Linked DNA regions of Sus scrofa: all the other regions are linked to region 3. The links are chromatin contacts, called in public HiChIP or PLAC-seq maps. All regions are on one chromosome and are shown on one strand. The core of a region is the stretch at or near the end of the contact, and the rest is flanking DNA. Distances in the headings are between cores, read along the strand shown.

Region 1 (3,825 bases), core at 575-3,074, 330 kb before region 3:
CATAAAAGTCACTCAAAGAAAATTCTTTCAATGGGGTGCCAACCCAAGTCTGGTTTTATAATTTTTATAGAAACCTTATTTTTTTTCCTTCTGAGAGGAAATTTTGGTTTTTCTCAGAAAGAATGATGGTACTACTTTATACCCCCAGAATACAATGTGAACAAGCTTATTTCAGAAACAAATCATTTTTTTTTTCTTATTACAAATGAAATACATTCTCAGTGTAGAAAATGTAGAAAATACAAAAAGGCACAGAGGAAACAAAAATCACAATAATCTCATTCTATCCTGTATGCCAAGATAAAAGCTGATAACCTTTTGGTATACTTTAAAAAATTGTATTGCTTTGAAGTCCTAAAGCAGGTACCTGAAAAATTTGAGTGTGTTCTCTTCAAACAATTGATCTGTATAACTTTAAAATCAATTTTTAAAACAGACACTTCAAAACGTATAAAAACAAGTTGGCAAGTAGTCACTTTAGAAAACTATGCTAATGCTTCCTCGGCTCACAGAATTTAGTCACTTTCTTGGAATTTCCCTCAGAACCAGTTTATGAAGCACAAGAAAAAAAATCATTTTGTCGTTTTATAACCTAAATACTTCTTTTAAAATAGGTCATTTTCTTCTATTTTTTCTTTTGTTTTTTGTTTTATTTTTCAGGTCATCTTTATCTGGAGAAGCCAAGCAGAGCTTACTTATTGATCAGTTGTGGGAAACAAAATTTTTGAGAAACTATTGTGGTTTTTATTAGTGTATTTAAGCTAGGTTCAACCACAAACATTTCTGCTAATGTGAAATGACATCTTGCATTAATACTCCCAAATTTCATACTAGTCGTTGGTTTCAAACTGTGCGATATATCCGTTCTGTCACATTTGTTGAAGAGCAACTCAGCAGTTACAACAGGGACAAATTTTAAATTGAGTTTTCAGTGCTACACTGATGGAGGCAAACTTTTTTCTTCTTTTCTCCTTTAGAGATTTGTCATTTCAAGCACAGAAGTTCCAAGACTTCTTGAAAAGTCTGAGGACTCAGGGAATTGCACAAGTATGTCTTAGTTGAAAAACAGTGAGTGGCATGCCGTTGTGGCTGTGAAGGAAAGACTGGATGTGTGCTCTCACACATCTCTATTTATAATCACTCTGTGTACTGACTGACTAGTTAGTGGATGTGGTGGTTGGGTAATGAGTTTTTGTTTTCTTTTTTTTTTCATGCTCGTAAACGCCAACCCGTGCCCTCATCTGGTCTTCAGTGTCAGTATCTGGTTTTCAGCATTTTAGCATGACAACCTTTTGAGAACAAAAATATCAAGGAAGACTGCCTTTTTACTGTGACTGTGAGAAAGCGACATTTGAACTTCTGAGCTGTTGGACGCTCATCTGTAAAGAGAAATAACAAGAGCAGTTTTTCAGATTGATTGTCAGGATTAAATGAACTGCGTAAGCAAAAAAAGTCTGTATACTGATGTTATCCTACTGATTTAAATCTCTATTATCCCTTCAATAAATTCTTTTGTTACCACCCATTGGTGAACTTAACCAAGGTTTAATTTTTTAAAATTTTTGTGTGACCATGCCTTGGCTCTGGAGCTGGTTTGCCAATACCTTAAAGATGAGAAGATAATTTGTAACCCCCTACTGCGTATCACATATAATAAATACTTGGTACAAAGCTGTCCATTGATTTTCTTGGTTTAACCTTGCCATTGCTATAAAGAAAGAGCCTGCACATCTAATTTATTACCGCTGCTACTTTAACTGTGTTGTGGCATCTGGAGAAATGATAATCAGCTGCAGCTTTTTTCCCCTCTTGACTGTGTGATTCAACACTGTGCTGTCATCATCTCCATTAGTAGCCATCCCACATGACTCAAAGAGAAGGATGGAAATGGGTCTCACCCAAGACAATATAAAAGCAAAGATAATACAATAAATTAAGACTTAAGCTAAAACTACAAAAGAAAAGTGGTGATTCTGAGAAATACAGATGTTCAGTTTTTGACAATTTATTCCAACTATCCCCTCAACCCCATCACACATTCTTTTTTCCTTCCAGAGACTATTTTCTGAATGAAAGGGTGGAGGTACCAGCATCGTCTTGGTGAGTGATGGCCCTTAATGATAGTGTCACTACTCCGTGTGTGTCTTCTGAACTATCCTGTGGAAATTATGATGCTATTAGCCAAGAATCTCCTTGTAATGCAAGAATGTCATGTACAAAGTAGGGCATCTGGTTTAAATTAGTAGCACCCTGACAAAACTAAATCACTTTATGAACGAAATTATTGCCAAACATGAGTATTTCTGGTTAATTTACACCTAACTCATTCAAAAGATGTATCCTTAAACTTCTTTGTGAAGTAAACTAAAAATCATCTATCAATTTAAATTTGGAAAGGATACTAACACTTATGTGCTTTACCAAGGCTAAATCTTAATTGTTTTCTTTTCCATGGGGTTCTTTAATATGCAAAGAGAAAATTCAATCTTGAGTCAGAAGTCACATTCTAAAGAAGTCATTTCATTTAATTACACTTACTTTTGCTGCTTTGAACTTTTTAATATTTTATCCGCAAAATATCAACAACTGATGCTTTCCTTTGCTGCTTTCTAAAGATAATGGCTTTTTAAAATAAATGTTTTAGCATAATTTAGTACTTTCCTCTTTTGTGTTGTCACTTTTCCCATCATGATTGTGCTTCTTACATGGTTCTGCAATTTTTTGTTCTTGCTGTTTTCCCTTCTGCTCATGAAGCGGAGTGATCATATCCAATTCTTTTTTGTATCCTCAGTGGCTGGTATATTTCCTGTCTCTTTTTATCTGAAATTTTCCCTACAAACTAGAGGGGAGGGAAATAGTGCCAGCCTCCTTCATGCCAGAACATGAGGCAAGAGGTTCAGGATATGATTAAGACCCAGATATAAGTTGGGCAGAGTGTAGCTAAGAAATTGGAACAAGGGGCTGTGGGAATTGTAGTCAGGACTTGAAAACAGTTATCCTTCCATCCCATGATGAGGTATTCAGAGAGCTCCTGGGGAAAGAGGTCAAAGGACCTCAGAGTCGTGCAGGTTTTGGTTGAGGATGGAGGCCTAGAAAGCTTCTGGATAATTGTACAGCTTCCAGTCAGAGTCAGTACCATGACACACCCATGGAAGTGCGCTGCCAGCTTCCTCAAGTCAGCCCTGTCTGATCGGCCACAGAGGGTTGGAGGAGGCAGGTGAAGGGGGGGGGGGGAAGGAGGAGACACCTAACCCAAGCTGGACCAATTCAGTTCTCTCTCCCAGGAGTGTGACCTTTAGATTCAGAGGCAGCGTGTTAGTCCCTGCCGTGGCCGAGAGTGAGATGATGTAAACCAGGAAGCTCAGGAGCAGCAATCTTTTGCATACTGAGCAATCTTTTGCATACTGAGCAGCGGGGAGACCTGGAGGAAAATGAGGAGTCTGTGAAGAAAAGTGAGACACTGAGAGAACGAACACTTTCTTGGCTTCTGAAAGCTTTCCAGTTACTGGCTTTAGCCCTTTAAGAGCCCCATTACTCTTGGTTTCCATAAAATATGTCTGTCTCATTTCAGTAAGTTGTGTCTTTCAATTAACCCATCTTAGTGTCCTGACTAAAAATGGGGGTGGGCATTCAAGACCCCTGCAACTGCCTTTGCAGAACTGAAGGACTAGGGCTTAATCCTTCCTTGTAGTTCATGTTTTCTTTGGATTCTTTATTCTGCATTCCTTTAGTGTTCCTACAGTCAGTTCAGAGCATGGCATTTTTGCATTTCTGGTTTCCAGACTATTTTCAAATTATGTTCTATTGCATTAGTATTTTCTAGAG
Region 2 (3,852 bases), core at 260-2,759, 470 kb before region 3:
TTGGCATCACGTCTCAATTGCAGAAATGATTTTAGTCACAGATCATTGACTGAAACATCTGTGATTTCTTGTTTGGGGGAAGAGAGGGGAGTGCACTTTGAACTTGTTGAAGTGATAAAAGATAGAATCTTCCGTTTCCATCTAAAATGGCAAGGGAGGTGGATGGAATGCTAGGCTGGTGGAAGAAGTTTGGTGTTTGAATCTGAATAGAACAAAAATTCATTAAAAAGAAGTAAGAATGATACTGGGATGTGGCAAACACTATAATTGTAAGCAAAAGTCCATTGCTTCTATGAATTAAGATCTTGTGGAATATCGGGTTCAAATTATGTTTTGCTTCAAAAATTTTATCACTGATTAAGGGCCTTTTGGGCCCATGATTCAATGTAAGTGGCATTTGGGGTGATCTTGGCTAATTGAGAAATTAGTCAAGATGATTTAGAAATCATGTCATCAAATAGAAGTGGAAAATATTTTCCCAGCTATCTGAAAAATAAACTGGTAAAAAAATGAAAAGGTCAAATTGCTTTAAACCCTTTGGCTTTTGTTATGGGGAGTTGCGAATAGCATCACTCACTCTCAGATAACTGGAGCTTGAATTACATGAAATAAGCTTTTGGAATTAAGTTGATGGGTGGTCTTTACTTAAGTTTGTTACTCTGGCACTTGGGTACCAATACTTAATATTCATGATTAAATCCAAGGAGAAAAATTCTTGAAATTACAACCTCCTTTTGTGTTTGGAGAAGAATCTAGTTTCAGCCAAACTTCATAAATGAACATGTTTTAACCTTCCTTAACAGAGAAGGGGTAGAGTTCCAAGTACTATTAAATGTTTACCTTTGGTTCACTTGCTGTAGAATGTGACAAGTTTGCAGATGTGTTTCCAGTAAAAAGATAAGGAACTGGTTTCTCTCTCCTGCAACACAAAAACCTATGTAGTGCAGATCTAGAAGTTAGGAAAGTTCAGGCAGAAACTCCCCAAACATGTCATCTGTTGTCTCCTTGGTGCTCCGATGAATGTCAGGCTTTCACAGACAGGTGCCCTTATTTATAAACACCTCTCATGAAGACAGACAAAGGTGTGAGATGTGCCTGTCCACGTGAGTGATGGGTGCAGTGTGGAGGAGAAAATGGGTGGGATGGTCCTGAAACCTGAGCTCTTCTAATCCCTTGGGGCAGGACACCTGGAAGCTCCTCCTGCCAGGTTTCCAGAACTGCCTCTGGTTTTGTCAGATACAGAAGGCAGTGAGAAGTAAATACATAGAGTGTGGATGTGGATGTGGAGCGGGAATGGGATGAAGGCTGTTCGGGGGAGTTTAATCCCAGCCAGTGAACTTCAAAATGCCTCTCATGACTCAGAACAAAGCTCTCAGGGCTGGTTCTTTGATTTTCACTCTGATGGCCCTTCCTTGCTACAAGGCGTGCCTTTAGACCCACCCCCACCCCCACCCTACCAATCATACTCTCCTTCCTGCTTCTTTTGCCTCTTGAAACTCTCTGGGTTAAAGCCAGAGTGAGGCAGGGAAATACTTGAAGAGAATGACCAGTGTGAAGTTTCCTCAGTCTGCTGGGTAATCCCTTTGGTGGCTTTTGAAACACTGGTTGGATCTTTCACAAGGTTCATGATCATACATTGGTTTTCACACTTGTAAAATACAAAATATTCTTCTCTCCTTTATTTTGAATTTATGTTAATACTCATCAAATCCAAGAGTTGGTGCCTGATAGTTTAAATAAAGCATTATAATAACATGACTCTGAAATGCAGGTTGTCTTAAGAAAGGAAACTTAACTTAGGTACCCTGAATAAGGTAGTCTTTAAAAATTTTTTTTTACTTAAAAAAAATTTTTATTGAAGTATAGTGATTTACAATGTTCAGGTTTACAGCAAAGTGATTGAATTTTACATATATACATATACTTATATATTTATTCTTTTTTGGGGGGCAGGGGCTACAGCTGCTGCATACAGAAGTTCCCAAGCCAGGGAGAGAACCCACGCCACAGCAACGACCCAAGACATTGCAGTGATAATGCCACTGTAGGAAACTCCTATATTTATATTTTTCATATTCTTTTCCATTATAGGTTATTACAAGATACTGAATATAGTTCCCTGTGCTATACAGTAGGACGTTGCAAGCTAATCTTTTCTACGTAGCAAAGCACTGTATAAACAAGCATATGTTGTAGAGGAAAGGTTTTGTAATTAGACACATTTGGTTTAAATTTCTCTTCTAGCATCTATTACATATAAATAACCTGGACAAGTTATTATACTCCTTTGTGCCTTGGTTTCCCGCCTCTGTAAGATGGGGTATTGCTCTCTCTCTTTCCGTGCTGTGACTGATGAGTCAGTAGCTGTTTCCTGTGGGCACTCATTCTGATGCAGTGTGCCTCAGTGCATGCTAGCTTCTCCCTCTAACAATTCCCCTGATAGAAACTGTTTTAAAACAAGGATTAACCATGAAGCAATGACTCCAAAATATTATCCTCTTGGTTGATTTTTAATCACTGTAGAAAAAATTTCCCTGGATGCATCTGAGTTTTCTACTGTGTCCACTCTCTTTGTAGAAGAAATACTGGGTGCAGAAAGCAACAGCTCAACAAAATGTTTGTTGGATGAGAAATGGATAGAAACATGAGAGGTCCTGATCAAGAAGACTTTTTTTTCTATTCTTAGAATTTTGGTTTTCCCTCGTTAATACCCACCGCTAGAGATAAAAGCATGGCCTTTCTCCACCCATGTGACAGAACATTTTGAATATAATGATTCCTGCTTGATAGAAATACAATTTCAGGAATAATAATGGGTATATAAGAGCTAGAAGAAATTATCTCTGTTATTAGAACAAAATATTGGGGACACAGAAATAATTTGAGAACCTGGAGATACCACATGGTGACTTCATGGCAGAGAAAGTATTAAAATTATTGGATTTTAATCCACAACCCTATAGTTCAGAATGGGTGTTTCATCAGAAGTTGTTGTTGTTTTCCTCAGTTGCTTTTCTTGGTTAACTGGAAAGAAGCAAGCCAACATTAAGAAGGTGGCCTTTTTTATTCACCTTCAAATGATCCTTGAGGTGATTTGAAAGAGAAGAGGCAGGTGGGCTCAAGTTGGGAAAAAAATGAAAGAATCAAAAATGGCATTTCTGTGTTGCAATCTCCATGGCAGTTCCAGTTTGGGGCAAATATTGGAATGTGCAACCTTGAGTTTATTATTTATTCTACCCATTAATGATCAGCACATACTTATTGATTCAAGGAGTGATTAATTCATATGACTTGTGGGAAATCAAAAAGAATATTTCTTAAAGCTCTGTAAGGAATGATCTCATACAGATTTGTTTTGATTATTATATGAAACTAAATCATAGTGAGATTTCTCAGGCTTTACAACTATGAATTAAAAATTAACAGCCAGTCTCTGGCCAAAGTCTTCTCCCTAACCTGTGTTCCGCATCTTGTTCCAAGAGCAGCACGCCCCGCCAAGCATACCGGATGGGGCAGCTGCAACGAGAATTGGAAAGGAGAAATTTGCCCTGAGTCTGAAGGTGTTATTTTTCCCATGGTTTGATTTGCCTGGCATTCTTTGCCTGGCATTTTTTCCCCTTTTCCTTTGCAAGGAAAGGGAGAAATGAGCATTCGTTGCTGACGAAGTTGAGAGGGCGCTGAGGCTGCTGAGTTTATTGCTGTTGGCAGATGACTTGTGTGATGTGGTTTGACTTCCTATTTGCAATGCCTTTCTAGAAACCTGGGCTCTGTTCTCTGATGAGTCCTACTTGTCGGCTTGTATATAGTGAAAAAGAGAGAATGAAAATCCAAAAGGAGGAATTTTGAAAAGCA
Region 3 (3,332 bases), core at 424-2,923:
TGCCTATTTGTTTTACAATTTTTCTACTCATTCTTTTTTTTTTTTTTTTTGTCTTTTTGTCTTTTTTGTTGTTGTTGCTATTTCTTGGGCCGCTCCCGCGGCATATGGAGGTTCCCAGGCTAGGGGTTGAATCGGAGCTGTAGCCACCGGCCTACGCCAGAGCCACAGCAACGCGGGATCCGAGCCGCGTCTGTGACCTACACCACAGCTCACGGCAACGCCGGATCGTTAACCCACTGAGCAAGGGCAGGGACCGAACCCGCAACCTCATGGTTCCTAGTCGGATTCGTTAACCACTGCGCCACGACGGGAACTCCCTCTACTCATTCTTTAGGTGAAATAACTAACTCTTTATTAGTACAGGGAAATGTTTTTTCTCATGGTAGCAAAAGGAGGAGAAGAAAATCTCAGTACGTGAAGTGTATTCTTCTCAGTCTTATTTCTATTCACAGATATACAGATTCCCAGCAACACACAAAAGTAGGTAATTCTTCACAAAAATATCATACAGGACAACTATTTTATAATTTGTTTTTTTTACAGTACACTAAACTGTTAATATACTCTTTCACAACACATATTTTTTTTAACAGTACATTATGAACATCTTTCCATGGCATTCAATATCCCTCCACACATTATTTTTGGTGATCACAGTATTTCATCATATTTTCTTTAGGCATTTGTCTATTACTGGCTATTTAGGTTGTTTTATTTTTTTTCTATTATCCCTGGAGCTAAGTCTTTGAACTCTTGCAGCGTTAGGATAAAGTTTTAGAGAAGTTGCCATATGGCACCGTGGGTTAAGGATCTAGCATTGCTGCAGCTGTGGTGCAGGTTGCAACTACAGCATGGGTTCAGTCTCTGGCCCGGAAAATTCCTTGTGTCCTGCCAAATCGGAAAAAAAAAAAAAAAAAAAAAAAAAGAGTTCCCATGTGGCTCACTGGGTTAAGGACCTGACATTGTCTCTGTGAGGATGTGAGTTCAATTCCTGGCCTTGCTAAATGGGTTAAGGATCAAGCATTGCTGTGAGTTGTGGTGTAGGTCACAGACGCAGCTCGGATCTGCCTTTGCTGTGGCTGTGGCCTCAGCTGCAGCTCCGATTCAAACCCTAGCCTGGGAACTTCCCTCTGTCACAGATGTGGCCCTGAAAATAAAAATTTATAAAAAGTCTCAAGATGAAATTTCTTGTCTTTTTTTTTTTTTTTTTTGTCTTTATGCCATTTCTTGGGCCGCTTTCACGGCATATGGAGGTTCCCAGGCTAGGGGTCTAATCGGAGCTGTAGCCACCAGCCTACACCACAACCATAGCAACACAGGATCTGAGCCGCGTCTGCAACCTACACCACAGCTCACGGCAACGCCGGATCCTTACCCCACTGAGTGGGGCCAGGGATCGAATCCTCAACCCCATGGTTCCTAGTCGGATTCGTTTCCACTGTGCCATGACGGGAATTCGGAGAATGGTTTTCAATACCTAGTATCCAACGGCCAGATGATTCTAAGAAGGAAACGGTCACCCAGACACAGCAGCCGTGCCATCCAAGAGGAGTATGTGGTGAACTTGGCAGGAGGTCTGTGTGGAGAGACGCCCACTCAGCACTCCCCCAAGGGCCGCCTGTGGCTGACAATAGGACCAAGAATTACCCAAACCGCCCTCTGTGAGCTGTATGGTCACCCTGGTCCATCCGGACAAGGTTATGCCCCTTGGAGAAAAGAAAGAAGCAGAGTGTTATCAGATTCTGAGGAACCATGTTTTGTAAACACCCACATCATCAAAACCCTCAAATGTTACACAAGGAATCCATACGCCATCTATCTGCTGAAAGCTATGCCTGGAAAATGTTTCCTGAGGCTTCATTTGTCTTAACGGCTTTTGCAATCATAGGGTAAAATACAAGTTCTCTTTTTTGTCTCTGTATCAAATACTATTCGGTAAATTTTGCAATCGAGGGACAAGCAGAAAGAAGAGACTTTCCAGGCATCTTTGTCACAATTATTGGAGGAAAGGTAGCACCTTGGGAAATACTTTCTAAACGTATGAATTAAGTTTCCTGCTTTGAGTTTAGCCTGGCAGAGACAGGTCCTTCCTGTTGGCAGCGAGCCCTTCACACATCCAGTCGGTCCCAGGACCATGTGGTAGGCGGTCATGGGGCTGGGTCGTTCTTAAGACATATATTCATGTTCTTTTTCTTTCTTTCCTTCTCCCTTCCTCCCTTCCTTCCTTCCTTGCTTTCTTTTCGTTCTTTTTTGCCTTGCCATGGCATGCAGAATTTCTACAACCAGGGACTGAACCTGACGACACTGAGTCCTTAACTGCCAGGCCACCAAGGAACTCCCCCTTTGCATCTTAATACCAATTAGTGGAAAGTAAAAGTCACGTAGGTCTTCTGGGTTGACTAAAACTGAGGAAAGCTGGACAGGATGAGTAGAATGAGCTAGAAGGACTGAAAGGCACTTCCCCAGAGCAATGGCTGTGTACCAAGTCCTTGTGGGAGAAGCTGAAGGATTTGTTACAGCCAACTTGCCCTTGCTCTCAAGCCACGCTCTCAAGGCACTGCTGGCCTCCCACTAGCGGCAAATAGCCCCTCAGGCTTTTCCTCAAGATGAAATGACAAGAGCAGAAGCCCAGCTTCTACAGAGAAGAGTGGTGTCTCAGGCTGGGTCCTCAGCCTTCTCCCAACACGAAGGTACAGATGCCACAAAGATACTGATACTGTGCTTGGAAAATTCAGGCTGGGGAGTTCCCGTCGTGGCTCAGCGGTAACGAACCTGATTAGTGTCCATGAGGACTCGGGTTCGATCCCTGGCCTCCATCAGTGAGTTCAGGATCCAGCGTTGCTGTGAGCTGTGGTGTAGGTCACAGACAAGGCTCAGATCTGGTATTGCTATGGCTGTGGTATAGGCCGGCAGCTATAGCTCTGATTTAACCCCTAGCTTGGGAACTTCCACATGCCTCACTCACAGAACTAAAAATAAAAAATTAAAAAAAAAGAGAGAGAGAGAGAGCGAGAGAGCAAGAGAGCTCTGGGCTGACTCTGTGGATCCTAGGTTCCAGACATGGCATCTCCTTTAATTCTGAATGTCAGGCTATTTTCCTCTCTGATAATGTGTGCCTTCTTCCATTCCAATAGCGTTATATGATCTCAAGCAAAATGAATCCATGCTTGCTAACGTAAGTAAAAAATAAAAATAAATAAATAAATAAATAAATAAGCGGCTCAGGGGATCCAGAAAAAAGGGCACCAAAAGTAGACTCTTCGGGGCCTGGATGGAAAGAACCAGCTCAAACCAGGTTCTGTATTTGAGGGGTGGGGCGGGGGGGGGGGAGA

What was found. HiChIP or PLAC-seq counts read pairs in DNA pulled down with a chosen protein or histone mark.
Region 1: a contact with region 3 is called in an H3K27ac HiChIP or PLAC-seq map of alveolar macrophages. The contact joins two enhancer-like sites. A contact is called at or near these places in 1 of 5 promoter capture datasets (liver), 3 of 47 Hi-C or Micro-C datasets (liver and skeletal muscle) and 1 of 2 datasets of contacts at active chromatin or transcription factors (alveolar macrophages).
Region 2: an H3K27ac HiChIP or PLAC-seq map of alveolar macrophages shows a contact between it and region 3. The contact joins two enhancer-like sites. A contact is called at or near these places in 1 of 5 promoter capture datasets (liver), 3 of 47 Hi-C or Micro-C datasets (embryonic fibroblasts and epiblast stem cells) and 1 of 2 datasets of contacts at active chromatin or transcription factors (alveolar macrophages).

Annotation. Positions count from the first base shown.
Region 1 is chr8:83,701,442-83,705,266 of Sscrofa11.1, forward strand. It overlaps LOC100525237, which reads left to right. Exons shown (of 4, transcript XR_304986.3): 4 at 978-1,047. Among named protein-coding and RNA genes, the nearest start is that of HHIP, 25 kb to the left of the region's middle. Within about 2 kb of position 1,825, at least 1 of the 83 cell types and tissues checked has an H3K27ac peak or open chromatin away from gene starts, as enhancers often do. A contact at or near this core is called in alveolar macrophages, where this site is marked.
Region 2 is chr8:83,560,277-83,564,128 of Sscrofa11.1, forward strand. No RefSeq gene overlaps it. Among named protein-coding and RNA genes, the nearest start is that of HHIP, 120 kb to the right of the region's middle. Within about 2 kb of position 1,510, at least 5 of the 83 cell types and tissues checked have an H3K27ac peak or open chromatin away from gene starts, as enhancers often do. A contact at or near this core is called in alveolar macrophages, where this site is marked.
Region 3 is chr8:84,029,483-84,032,814 of Sscrofa11.1, forward strand. No RefSeq gene overlaps it. Among named protein-coding and RNA genes, the nearest start is that of GYPA, 6.4 kb to the right of the region's middle. Within about 2 kb of position 1,674, at least 2 of the 83 cell types and tissues checked have an H3K27ac peak or open chromatin away from gene starts, as enhancers often do. A contact at or near this core is called in alveolar macrophages, where this site is marked.